Regions from separate parts of the Anas platyrhynchos genome. Here region 2 is linked to region 1. A link is a contact called in public Hi-C data. All regions are on one chromosome and are shown on one strand. The core of a region is the stretch at or near the end of the contact, and the rest is flanking DNA. Distances in the headings are between cores, read along the strand shown. Region 1 holds the start of KDM6A (lysine demethylase 6A). Region 2 overlaps KDM6A (lysine demethylase 6A).

Region 1 (6,524 bases), core at 4-2,503:
CTACTGGCTATTTTATGAAGCAAGGCAACCTTTCTGAACTCAGGTGGCTTTTTGTTCTACCTGCAATTGCATCAGAAAGAAGAGCGCACACGGTTTTGCTTTTGGGGTGAGCACAGACATATTGATTCGAGTCTTTTGCACTATTCGAGACTTTGTCTTGGCCAGATCTTCAGCCAGTACGCTGGGAAGTCACGCCAGCCTCAGCACACTTCAGATCACACCTTGAGGAGCCACTCTGAAAACATCACTGAGGTGAACGTTACCTGGTACACCTGTGAGAGGAAAAAAAAAAACAAACAACAAAACATGGGTCAGTCTCACGAGCACGCGACGATTAAATTAAAAAAAAAATAAAAACGAGGGGATGGAAGCAGCAGAACATCCTGAATTTTACTGAATATCCTCTGCGTAGCTCGCCCTTAGCCCTCGTTAACCCAATTCCCCAGGGCAGCCGTTGAGCGCCCGGCCCCTCCTCTGAGGGGAGAGAGCCCTCCCTCCCCCCCCGTCACGTGACGGCCGCCGGGCGCCGCTCCACCTGTCACGGAGGCCCGCGGAGGGGCGGCGCGAGCCCCCCCCACCCCCCCTTTAGGCCCCGCCCCTCGCCGCCCGCGCGCGCTGCACGCCTCGCCACGCGCTCGTCCGTTGGCGGGGCGGCGGCTGACCAACGGCCGACAACCCCCACCCCCACACGCTCCAACCGTCGGTTAACGGCGGTAGGGAAGCCACGGGGGGCGGCCGCGGCCGGGCTGAGGCGCCCTTCCTCGCCGCTGCCGCCCGCAGGCAGCGCCGTGCCCGCTGCCCGCTCCGGGAAGCCATTATCGGCCGCCTGTGCCAAGGCGGCCACGCCCCGCCAACGGAGCCAAGCGGGAGGGCGGCGCGGCCCCCGCCCCTCAGGCGTTACGCGAGGGCCTGGCAGCGATAGGACGGCGGGGCTGAGGCCCGCTGCCCCGGCACGGAGCCCCCGTTACGCAACTCCGCCCGCCTCGCTCCCCAAAGCCTCCCCCCCACCCTCTCTGCTTCTCCCTCCGCTTTTAAAGGCGCCCTCGTTTGACTGACAGCCCGCCCGCCCTCTCACCAGCCGCCGATCCCCTTGGTCCCGCCCCCTCCCTCCTCCTCCAACCAATGAGGCGAGGGGGGGCGGGCTGCGAAGCGGCCGTAGCGCGGCGGCGGCGGAGCGCTATGACTGACGTAAGTCAACAAAGGTCACGTGCGGCGCCGCGGAGGCGGCGATTGGCCGAGCGGGGCAGGGGCGGGGCGCGAGGGGGGGTGGAGGAGGCGCACGGCGCTCGGCGGCGGCCACAATTCGCGCAACTTCGCGCCGCGGCCGCACAACTCCGCCGGGGCGGCCCCGTGAGGGCTGGGTGGGAGGGAGGGGGGCGAAGCGGCGGCACGGTGCAGCCCCGCTCCCCTTCCCCTTTCCCCGCTGCCTGCGTCTGGCGTGGTGGCGGCGATGTAAACACGGCTGGGCCGCTGCCTCCGCCTCCTCCTGGCCTCCAGCGCTGGGGCTCCCTCCCCCTCTCCCTCCTCCCTCCCCCTCTCCCTCCTCCCTCCCTCCCTCCCTCCTCCGAGCAGCGGGGCTTCCCCCCGCCTCCCTCCCTCTCCCCTCCCCTCCCTCCCTCCCTCCCCCTCCCTGCCGGCTGTTGTTGTTGTAATAAAAGTTGTGGTGCGTGTGCGTGTGTCGGGCACCCCGCCCCGCCCGGCGCTGGGGGGTGTCGGGGGGCTCGCGAGAGAGGAGGAGGAGGAGGAGGAGGAGGAGGAGGGGTGGTGGCGGAGGTGGTGGTGGCGGCGGTGGGGGGGGGGGGGGGAGAAGAGAGAGAGGAGAGAGAGAGAGAAGCGCCTGCGATCGGCGGTTTTAATTACGCTGCGTTTCCATGAAATCGTGCGGAGTGTCGCTCGCCGCCGCCGCCGCCGCCTCTGCTGCTCCTTTCGGTGATGAGGAAAAGAAAATGGCGGCGGGGAAAGCGAGCGGGCAGAGCGAGGAGGACTTCGCCAGCTTGACAGCCGACGAGAGGGAAGCCCTAGCCGGCCTCGACAGGTACCCGCTCCCCACGCCGCCCCGGCCGCCTCCGCGTCCCGGCTCGGACCGCGCTCCCCCCCCACACCCCCACCCCGACCCTCTCCCCTCCGCACCCCGCTCCTCTCCTCTCTCCTCTCCTCGTCCCGTGCCCGTGTGTGCGCCCGGCCCCGAGGCCGCGCCGTGCCTTGGCGCTGGGCTGCGGGAGGGAGGGAGAGGAGAGGAGAGAGAGAGAGAGAGGGGGGGGTGGGGGGCCCGCGTCTCCGTGTGTCGCTAACGCCTCGCTCCTCTCCTCTCTTCTCCTCTCCTCTCTCCCCTCCCGCAGCCGCCTCTTCGGCTTTCTGAGGCTTCATGAAGATGGCGCCAGAACGAAGGCCTTGCTGTTAAAGGTACGAGCGGGGATGGATGGATGGGGAGGGGAGACCGCCTTGGGGGGGGGGGGGTGAACGGAGGGGGAGGGGAGGGAGGGAGCGGGCCGCTCCCCCGAGTGTGTGCGAGTGTGCGTGAGTGTGCACCGGGCCCGGGCGAGGCTGCGTGTGCGCGGGGCACCGCCACATCCGCAGCCCCCCCCCCCTCCACACACACCTCCCCTCAAGGCGGGGGGGGGGGGGTGGGAGCCGCGTCCCGGCGGGGCTCGTCCTGCCCCGGGCCGGGCCGGAGAGAGCCGGGGGAGGGGGGCGCGGGGGCGGCTGGGGAGAGAGGGGAGAGAAGGGAGAGGGGAAGGGGGGGGGGGGAGGCGGTGAGGGAGAGGGGGGAGGAGGAGGAGGAGGCGGCGGGGGGAGGGCGCGCGCGAGGCGCTGCTGACGTTGGCCTCTCCCCGGAGCCTCCCTCGTGATTTTGGCCCCGCGCGGCGGGGGCCGTTGGCGGCGCGCGCGCTGCCCGCCGGCCGTTGGGCTTTAAAGCACTGGGGGGGGGGGGGGGGGGTTAAAAATAAATAAATAAATAAAATAAAAAAGCGGTGAGGAGGGGACCGTGTGAGGGGACACGGGGCGGCCACGGGGACGGTCCCAGCCGCTGCCGGGCGAGGGGAGCGGAGCGGTGCGGGCTGCTCCCGGGGAGCTGCGTCCCCTGCCTCACACACACACACACACACACAACCCTCAGCCCTCCTCCTCCTCCTCCTCCTTCCCTCCCCGCTGTCCCGGCTCGTCAGGGCTGCGCGAAAAGTTGCGGGCCCTGTCATTGAGTTAAGTAATGGCTGCTCCCGTCGGCCCAAGATGGCCGGACAGGGAGGAGAAAGGGAAGGGGGGGGGGGGAGGTAAACACGAAACAAACAGCGGGGACCGAGGCGCCTCGCCCCGAGCACGGAGCACCCACCCCACCTCCCCTCCTCCTTCTCCCCTCCTCACACCCCCGGTGAGCACCGAGGGAAGCTCCCGGCTGCGCCCCGCGACTTGGCTCCGGCCCCCCCCCGGCTGCTCCCCGGCTCCGCGGAGCTGCCGTCGGCCCTTATCAACCTGTAGCACGTTGGAGCTGCCGGGCCGCCAGCCGCCGACAAAGGCTGTGCGGGGCCGAGGAGCGGCGAGTTGGATCTGGGAAAACACCCGCGCAGCAGGAAAAAAAAAAAAAATAATAATAAAAATTGGGCTCTGAAAGCACCGCACGGCCGAAGCAGGGGGCTCTGTTCCTCCGGGTCCCGCTTTCCGACTTGTTCCTGTCAGGAGCTCCGCGTTTGACACTTTGTTCAGCCTATTGTGTTGTGTTGTGCGCTGATATTTTCACGTGGAGATATTTTTTCTTCCCCCTTCTCCCCCCCGTATTTTTTTTATTCATTTTTGCTTGGTTGATCTGGAGCCCCAGCTCCATACTGCGTCGGATTCGGTGGCTTAGGCCCTCCGTCGTGCTTGGATGTTTATTTCTGGCGTAATTCGAAAAGCTCAATGTCAGGACGTGGGGGGAGGGACAGGGTGAAAAGCAAGTACACTTTTCTTTGTGCTTATATATTAAAAAACAACAACACAACGAAACAACCCTCGCTGTTTCGGTTTGATTTTTGGAGTTAGCTACTAAAGTATTTTTCCAGATAAAAAGGTAGGGGAGTGACACGTCAGACCAGTTAAATAACGTCCATTAACTGTTAGTGGGCTAGAACTCAGGTCTGCAGAGTGAGTGCTGCTGAGGCTATCGGGAGCGTTACAGAGAATCGTATGGGATAGAGCTTAAGGAGGCCAGGTGGAAAATAAAAGCACCGTATTAATTAGGTTCTGTCACATAACATCACTAGGTTAGGTTTTATTTTGCATACTGTAAATTTAAGGAAAGTGGGCAGCAGTTCAGCACGTTGGATTTTGAGTTATTTCTTGCATATGATGCCTTTATTTTTTTTTTTATGTCAGTCAATTAAAGTTTTAGTATTTACAGTCTATGTCAGGTCAATGAAGTTGTGCAGCTTTTTTGATATTTTTGAAGTATGTTTCTGGGAATGCTGTTGAATCTTCTCTTACTGCGTCAGTGTATGACTCCATGGAGCAAATACTATTTATTTTTCTAGATTTTGGTATTCCACCTCGGTTTTCTGACAGTGTTTTGGATATTTATGAATTGCATGCTGACTTAGGAAGCGTGTTCTTTGTAAAAGTTGTCATTGAGAAGAGTAGATTGTTGAGGAAGTCGATTAAAATGTTACTGTTCAATGCAAAGATGTTTCAGAGGAATTTCATGGCTTGAACCAGATGCAGTTTTGTTCATGCCTTTTCCGTTCTTGGAACACAAGTGCTTCAATTACTGTTATCAATAAGTAAAAAGTTGTTATTTTTGAGATGCTTGTTATCCAAACAATTCATTTATCTTTTTTTTTTTTGTGTGTGTGTGTGAAGCTTTATAGGTTCTGTAAAATCTACACCGCAAGGGAGGGTTTGCAGTAATTATTCTAGCAGACCATTTAAATCTCACTTAATGGTCATTTTTATCGCAGAAAGTGTGGACGTACATGTGTGCATTTAATGACTGGGTTTTGCAGGGATAGCAATGAAATCTTTCCTTTTGTGCATGGAGCAACAACAGCTAACAAAGACCCTGGGCTCCATAATTATGAAATCCTAACTGAGCGATTTAGGAATCTGCAAGGCAGTGCATTGTAAAGTAACGTGAGGTTTCTGTGGAAGGCTAGCAGGTAAGGAAAGCCATGGAGCCATGTTTCTGGAGGAGTCCTCCACAAAGGCAAAAGAGTGTCGGGGCTTCCCATAAGGCGGGAGCAGCACATCTGCTGTGGAACCCTCTGGAAAGGGAGGGGGGGAGGCTGTTGTGATGCCCGGCCACTTTCCCTGTGGTCAGGGTGGTGGGAGCAGTGCGTGTGTCCCTAGGGACTGGCAGGGGGAGGCGGAAACCTGGGTCCCCAGTGTCTGGGGAACCTCTCCTTTCTCTGCCCCAGCCTGTGTGCAAGCAGCAGGGCTTTGGCATGCACTTGGGTTTGGTGTCTCAACACCACAAGGTGCTGCCCCAGTTTTTAGGGGGGTTCACTCTGCAGGAGGCGATCTGTTGGCTTAAGCTCTTCCAGGCCAAGCAGGAGATCGCGTGGAGCCTGAGCCGGGGGACCTCTGGCTTGGTGAAGCCACACCCTGGCAGGGTTGAACAGTAAGAAATCCGGGATCTCTTCCAGGGATGGAGGAAGCTTCGTGTCCGGAGCTTTAACGTAGCTGTGGGTTTTGTTCATACTGCAGATGTGGACCAGAGTCCCTGTTTTTGGTAGTTTCACTTTGCAGGATATCTGATCATAGTGGAATGAACTAAACTGTGTTCTGCTGCTGGGTGTAACGAATGAAAAGAGCAGATATGACATCAGATCTATACAATATTTATGGGGAGTATTGAAGATACTGAGTAAAGGTCAGCGGTACTGTTTTGTTGCTCCGTGTATTGGACGTGGGATAAGCCGGTAAAAAAAAATAAATCAAACTTTTATGTAATTGTGTACGCACTGCTAGTATTTGTGACAAAGAAATAGAATTTGCTGTTGTCAAAAACTGTTTGTTTTGCAGAAAAAGAGCTTTAAAATAATAGTTTGCAGCTACTGTGGTTTTGGGGTAGAAAAGAGGGGAAATTGAAAGAGACATCTCCTTTCAAGGCAGTTGAAATGCTGAAAATCCAATGTAGCTGGTCTCGTTTAGGCGAAAGTGCACGCAGTTGCACTTCTATAGTTGACAAGATGTGAAGGAGCAAAAAACCCTGCTGGTGTCCTGATGTCTCTTTCTCCCAGAAAGTTGTTTGTTCTCATGGGAGGTGGACCTGAAAATTACTTGGGGGGGAGCACATGCTGTTTTGGAAGTGAACTGCAGTTTCCTTTTCCTCTTTATTCCTTTGATTATTATGTTTTTTGTTTTTTTTTTTTTTAATTCTATTGTTTTGCCAAAGTGGACTCTTTTTTTCAGTGACAAATCTTTGTTTCATAAGCTATAATTATTTGGCTCCTACACAGATTTAGGTTGATGTAGTTGGTCTAATTTATTGGATTTAAGATGTTTGGTAATTCCTATTCATTGAGCTTAATCAGTTTGTCATATCCTGTGGACAA
Region 2 (6,512 bases), core at 3,842-6,341, 42 kb after region 1:
TGAGGTCTCTTCCAACCTAGAAATTCTGTGATTCTGTGATATACATCAACTGTATTCCAGCCTGTGACTTGGAGCACGGTTATCAGTTGCATAAGTGCAGGCATACTTTTATTATTGGCCACCTTGAATTTCTGTTCTCTGAATAAAATTCTTGAAAGTAGAAGTAGATAATGCAATTAATGAGTTAAGTGGGAAAGAAATGCAATTATTCAAATTGCAGTTACTAAAGTGCAATAAATACTGCACTGAAATAATTCTTACTGCTGTACTCAAGCGTGATGTGTTATGTCAGTGTAATTTTAATAATTTTATTTGTGGATAGTGACTGTGTTGTCAGAAGCACTAGTGTAAAATATTCTAAGTAATTTGAGACAGTATTGCTTAGTTCAAGGGAATTTTTACCAATGTGTAGAATATTCCTCACTCATTTATTAAACACTTCGACTGTTCTTATGTAAAGCAGCGTGGTTGCAAGAATAAATCCCAATTTCAACAATGTGCATGTTTTCCTCTACGCTTACAATTCAAGCTTTGTAGTGTTTTTATTATTATTATTTTTTATTTGTATTTTTTCTATAGTAGTTAATGTTTTAAGCTATCAGAACTTTAAAGGAAAGTACTGTCAGTGGAAACCATTTCAGTGTGCTGAGTTCAGAGGTAATCGAGTAGTAGGCATGATCTTATAAACGTGAGAGAGAAGTTCCCAGCATAGATAGGATTGTGCAGATTGCTGCTGCCTTGCTGCTGGGCTGGCTTTTACCGATGAGTCCTGGAAGAACTGGAATGGAGTTTAAGTAGGCGAGCAGCTGAATGAGCTGAGGGAGAGGTGGCTGTGTTTCAAATTGAGATTATATTTGTGATTTTTTTTTTCTTTTGTTGCTTGTAATTGTTAATAATTGCCTGAAATTGGGTTGCTTCTATTTAGAGCTGTTTATATCATCTTCAGGATGGTGTTGTTGAATTTCAGGCAATTGAAACTGTCACATGAAATTCCTGTAGAAAGTAGTAAGAATATTCTCCTAAGCTTACAAGACAACAGTGCTCTTTATAAATTTGGTTTCTGTTTTGTGAATGTGGTGGTGTTTTTTATTAGCAGTAGAGGATTCTTATTAAAGAATATAACTGGACCATGTTTCCATGTTTTTGACTGAGTTTTTTTTCATTTTGGGAAATGTTTTAATGCTTATTTGTCAAAAACCATTTTGTGGAATATGTTCTTTGAAGGATTTTGAGCTACCTGTGGTTCTATTGTGTTCCTTCACTGACATTCTCAATTTTTAAAGATCTTTTTTTTCCCAGTAAACATATGCTAAACTGGATGCCGTTCATTATCTAAAAGATTTGTGTAATAGCAAACTTTGTCATAAGTAACTCGTTTGTCTTGCACATTTAGCACTTAGTCTCCTGTGTGAATAGCTGAGTAAGATCATGGGACGTCGGGTTTCCCACCAGCATGCCACTGCATTATATTTCCACATAGGGATGCGCATTTGTTAATAACATTACTGAGAGGACTTTCTATTTTTTTCTTCTGTAAATGTATGATTGAGTTGCCTTTGTATGTTCATGTTCATTCTGTGTTAAAAAGGAAGACATGCTTTAGGCTTCTTTGATCACATCTTTTTGGTACTTTAAGCACAAATCTCTAGAGGAAGCTGGGAACAACCTCTTCCCTGAGGCCTTAGAACAAAAGACCTGAGCCGTGTTTTGCTGCTCTAACTTCCACACCTTTTTTTTTTTTTCTTTTTTAAAATCATTGACTCAACCTTGGAATTTCCTCAACTTTTGATGTTCTTAATTCTGGGGCCCAGCAGCATTCACATTGCTGGGTTAAAGCACTATTGTGGAGAAATCCTTGCACAATGTAATCAGCTGTTTCCAGAACCTGCAAATGGCTCCCAGGTGTTTAATGAACATTTATTTTTCGTGAACGAGTTGTCAGATTTAAAACAATATATATACCTTCTCTTTGCTTTTCTTGTGCTGTTCTTCAGCTAATTTTCTGTTACCATTTATTTTCACACTAGATGAGCACTAGGAATTGTTCTTTGCTTGTTTAAAAATTAACAACGAGAAAAATGTATTTAAGGCCATTTTTCACTGAAGACTATGGAGCTTTGGGTTGTTCAGGTTCTCTTCTCAGGTGTATGTCATCAACTTCAAGCTTGCCTGTAACTTTTTGAAGTTTAGCAAGCCAAAAATACATGGTGGTCACATTTAGCCTTGCAAGGTGCCACTAGATGGTGTCAGTATCTAGTTCACTTTACCCTTACTTTGGCACCAAAATACTCAGAGTTCCATGTTAGTATCACTTTCAAAGGCCTCTTAAATTTTCAGGTATCATCAGAGTAGGCAATAAAAGATGTTCTTTGGTGACTGTGATTTGTGATTGGATGTGCTAGAAATAACAAGTAGAAGGATGTCATTCAGGCAGTTCTTGATCCCCATTTTCATCTTGCTTTACTGATGCAATTTCGTAATTTGTGAAGCTTTACCATTCTCTTATGCAGTTAAGGAGATAAAAAAAAATATATATCTGAAACCACATACATGGTAATTGTATAAAATGTATTTTGTTTCCTCTGTGTGAAATCAAGGAATTAAACAGGAGCAAATCAGGAAGGTATCACCATCATCAGGTATCATCCCTGGCATGATGGTGAGATGTCCATTGACCCTAGTCATAGTAAGAGAAGAAGCCAAGTCTTGGGGAGAGAATCAGAAAAGGCTGTATCATTCTGTCTGTGTGTATCTGTAGATGCTGCAAACGGGTGGCTCTGGGTGGCTGTGAAAGTCTTTTAATAAGAGGGAGCCAGTGGAGGGTGGCTGTTTAGACTTACGGAGGGCCAGTGCTACATTTGGTGGCAGAGGCAGGTAAGATTGTGGAGTAGCTTAGGAGATTTCTTGCTGTCCAGTGTCATTTTAATTCTTTCAGCAGAAAGATAATGCTTTTGTTTTCAGAACTATTTTAGCCAAACACTGTTTTATTTGCGTCAAGCCATATAGGTGATTCTGATTGCTCTGAAAACCTACATATACCGGTGGGGCAAACAAGCCCCTTATTCAGGGTGGAATGGCAAATGCTGTGTCTGCCACTCAGTATGCTGCAGGATTTTCCAGAACCTAGGCATAAGGATCATCTGACAGGCAAGTAATGTAAAATTGCTAGGTTTTGGAGAGTAAAGTTGATTGAAACAGTGCTAGCTTGATTTGATAAGTAATGAAGTACTAGGCAAAAGGATGGAGGTAGGCTACCAGGAACCACTTTTGTAGGAATTATTGAGACACTTGTCCGGGTATTGTTTTAGATGTCTGAATATGATTTCTCAGTTTTGTGTTTAAGAAAATTTTCTGTGGTTGAAAAGGTGATGTTATGAATGGAGTTGAGAATGAAGAACGAACACGGGTTTTGCATGCTGTGAAAAAAGAAGTTTCTGTATGTTTAAACTCCGGCAGTTCCAGAGGTTTAAGAATTTCAGTGGTGAACTTCTGGATTTGAAAAACTTAATAATAAGCTCCTAATCAGAAGATTGTCTGCTGAATTCTGCTGTGCTTAAGAGTGATTTCAAAGTATTCATTTCGTTTTGGTGTTTTGTAGCCCTAGATTAGTTTTAATGGATTTTTAAGGCTCGTTGTAAGTGGCATGTTGCAGAAGTTCTTAGATGCTTAATTTAACTTTTCTGTTCCAGTACATTTGGATTCCTTTCAAAATTTTCCCTGTATTCCTAGTATTCTTAAAGTTCACATTATTTGTGAAAATCTTACTACTTGCAAAGCCAGTTTTATTTAGAGATCTCTAATATTTAAAGATCTGATTTGTCCGTCTTATTATCTCTATGTTTTAAATGAGAATTTTTTATTTTTTTCCTGGGAAGCCTTTAGATTATGGGCTTATTTAAAAAATTATCCCTTTTCAGTTAAAATGTCCTTCACTTTAATTTAAAAAATGTGAGTTGACTCTAATGTTTAAAAAGAACAGTGATTCATAGAACATTTTTTCTCCCGTCAAAAATTATCTTACCCTTATATTTACTTATTTGTTTTGCTCAGCAGAGGTCAGGTTTCAGAAGGGGATTTATTTATTTATCATTTATTCATTTTGCTCAGCAGATTCACTTTTCCCCCCCTTTTCCTTATTCTATAGTAAGTTTTGTAATATGAGAAGTTTGCACTCACCTCCTATAGTTAAAAACTTTATTTAGAGGAGAAGTTGCTTGTTTTAAAATTAGTAAGCTGTGTGGCTTTTCGGAAACTTTCCTTTCATAATTTGGTTTCTAGCATGACTTATGTGCAAGATTCTTGTTAGGAGTATGCTTGATTAGGGATCTTTCATGTGGGTTCTGGCAGAAACGAAAAAACAAAGAAAATTGTTGAATCCTTTTTTTTCCCCCCAGTTTTTCTGTCCATCGTTTGCAGCAGAGCTTGTGTTCTTGCGGAGCAGATGTTAATGTAGTTGTGACCAGGGCTGAAATAAACTTTCACATCTGGAACTTTAGCACTTGTTAAATACTGAAATTGTGCACGAACAACAGCTTCTAGGTGTCTAGCTTTTTTTAAGAAGGAAAGGGATACTGCAGGCCTAATGGATCCCTCTGTGATTTGCTGTTGGCAACATTTTCAGCACAACACTGAGAACTGTAGTATTTTGTCTTCAAGAAGTTAAGTGCAGTGGCTGGTAGCAGCAGAATGCTGTTACCCTAGAAAGAAAGGACTGCAATTGGAGATTTGACTAGCTACCAGTATGTCATGGTTCATGAAGACCTGGGAAGTGAGAAACAGAGGGAAGAATCACAGAATATATTGAGTTGGAAGGGACCCACAAGGATCATCACATCCAACTCCGGGCTCTGCACAGGACCACCCCCAAAATCAGCCCCTGTGTCTAAGAGCATTGTCCAAATGCTTCTTGAACTCTATCAGGCTTGGTGCCGTGACCACTGCCCTGGGGAGCCTGTCCCAATGTCTGACCACCCCCTGGGTGCAGAGCCTTTCCCTAACCCCCAGCCTGACCCTCCCCTGTCCCAGCTTTTAGGATGGATCCCTGGAACAGGTTTCTGAACCCAGAAGTGGGATTGGGCACTTCAGACACTCTAGAGGAGAGCTGTAATGTGTTACTTCTTCCTCTGTAAGAGTAATATGACCTTTCTTAGAATGAAGGTCTTACCTTCTTACTGTGTGTATATGAAATGTGCTTCATCAGGCCATGATTTCTGAGTACTCGCTTTTAGTTGTAGCATATGAGGTTGGAACTAATTTCAATGATTTCAATTGTTACTGTGAGAAGCTGCTGAATTTTATTGAAGTGTGCAAGAGGTTGAAAAGAACTTGATTTACAAACATCAGGACTCTAAGGATAACTAGCAGAATATAATGGAGCAAAAACTCCTTTAATCTATGATTTTTTTTCCCTGTGTTAAATAGTGCTAGTACTTCTGGGCAAGTTGCTTTAAAGCAGTAGCATTAGTGGAACCTAGCGTCCTGTGCCTCCTAATTTCTCTCTTCCACTGATAAGTGCATGCTTTGTCAGTCAGGTCTGAACACAGCGCATACCTTTGTTTGACCTCTCCCATTTTTCAGTGCTGTTTAGCTCTGTTCCTGTGCCTCTGGCTGGGGATCAGGGCTGCAAATCCTCTGACTGTCCAGAGTTAGGAGCAAGAATAAAACTGGAGCTATACATCTTTTTGCTGCACTTGCATAAAGAGTGGGTTTGGTTGTTGACTGTCAGTAAGGCTTTTTTTTTTCCACTGGTCTTCTGTTGTTTCTTTAGCATTGTATTTAGTGTTCTTTTCATCCCATTGTTTTATCCATATTCCCTGTATAAATTACTACAATAGTTAGTTTTTTTAAAAAATGGGTTGTAAGAATTTCTTATTTTCCTAAGTCTTGCGTTGTACGGTGCTGTTGACTTAATTATTTGAAATATGCTTTAACCTTTAAAATTTGGGTAGTTATTGCTTAAATTAAGACTTTTTTTTTCCTTTCATGTTGGTGTGGTGTATTACGAAAGTGTTTTATTGTTCGTATGTGTTTTCCTGTTTGGGAAAGCAAAATCATCCCCGTGTTCAAAAGCTAATTACACTTTTCTGTCATAAAATTATTAATGATACCCAGGAAAAGGTGAACCTGGGAGGAGGCGGTTTTCTGTTACTGTGAGCATATAGTGCCCAGCTTAGTTACAGAATGTGAGTGAAACATGGTTACTCTTAACGTTCTTAATCTTATGTTTGGGCTGTGGTCCTATACTTCAGTTTGTACTGATGCAGGGAGGGAGTTGTATTCCTAAGTTCTGAAAGGCTTAGCCTGATGGTGTCAATTTTTAAATGGTTTTATTCAGCTAAATTGCATGTAAGCATTCATGCTTTTGGCATGTTGGTAACAATCGTGAATATTCTCCTATTTTTTTTCCTACCCTGGGCATCCAAATGAATCCCGTTTTAGAGCACCAGCACTAGAAGCTGGCTTTTCAGGGAGTTCTGGTTTGAGAGGCACAATATAGGCATGGTTCATACCAA

Evidence for each region. A called contact is a pair of places that touch in the nucleus more often than the background predicts.
Region 2: a contact with region 1 is called in a Hi-C map of skeletal muscle, with 1.8 times the contacts expected there. The contact joins the enhancer-like site here to the promoter of KDM6A in region 1. A contact is called at or near these places in 2 of 8 Hi-C or Micro-C datasets (liver and skeletal muscle).

The regions. Positions count from the first base shown.
Region 1 is chr1:124,102,632-124,109,155 of IASCAAS_PekinDuck_T2T, forward strand. KDM6A (lysine demethylase 6A) reads left to right here and starts at 1,254. Exons shown (of 31, transcript XR_011804999.1): 1 at 1,254-2,035; 2 at 2,340-2,403. LOC119714862 (a long non-coding RNA gene) reads right to left here and starts at 1,066. Exons shown (of 2, transcript XR_005262104.2): 1 at 699-1,066; 2 at 1-272.
Region 2 is chr1:124,141,135-124,147,646 of IASCAAS_PekinDuck_T2T, forward strand. All of the region lies in intron 3 of KDM6A (lysine demethylase 6A), which reads left to right. Among named protein-coding and RNA genes, the nearest start is that of KDM6A, 41 kb to the left of the region's middle. Within about 2 kb of position 5,092, at least 1 of the 8 cell types and tissues checked has an H3K27ac peak or open chromatin away from gene starts, as enhancers often do.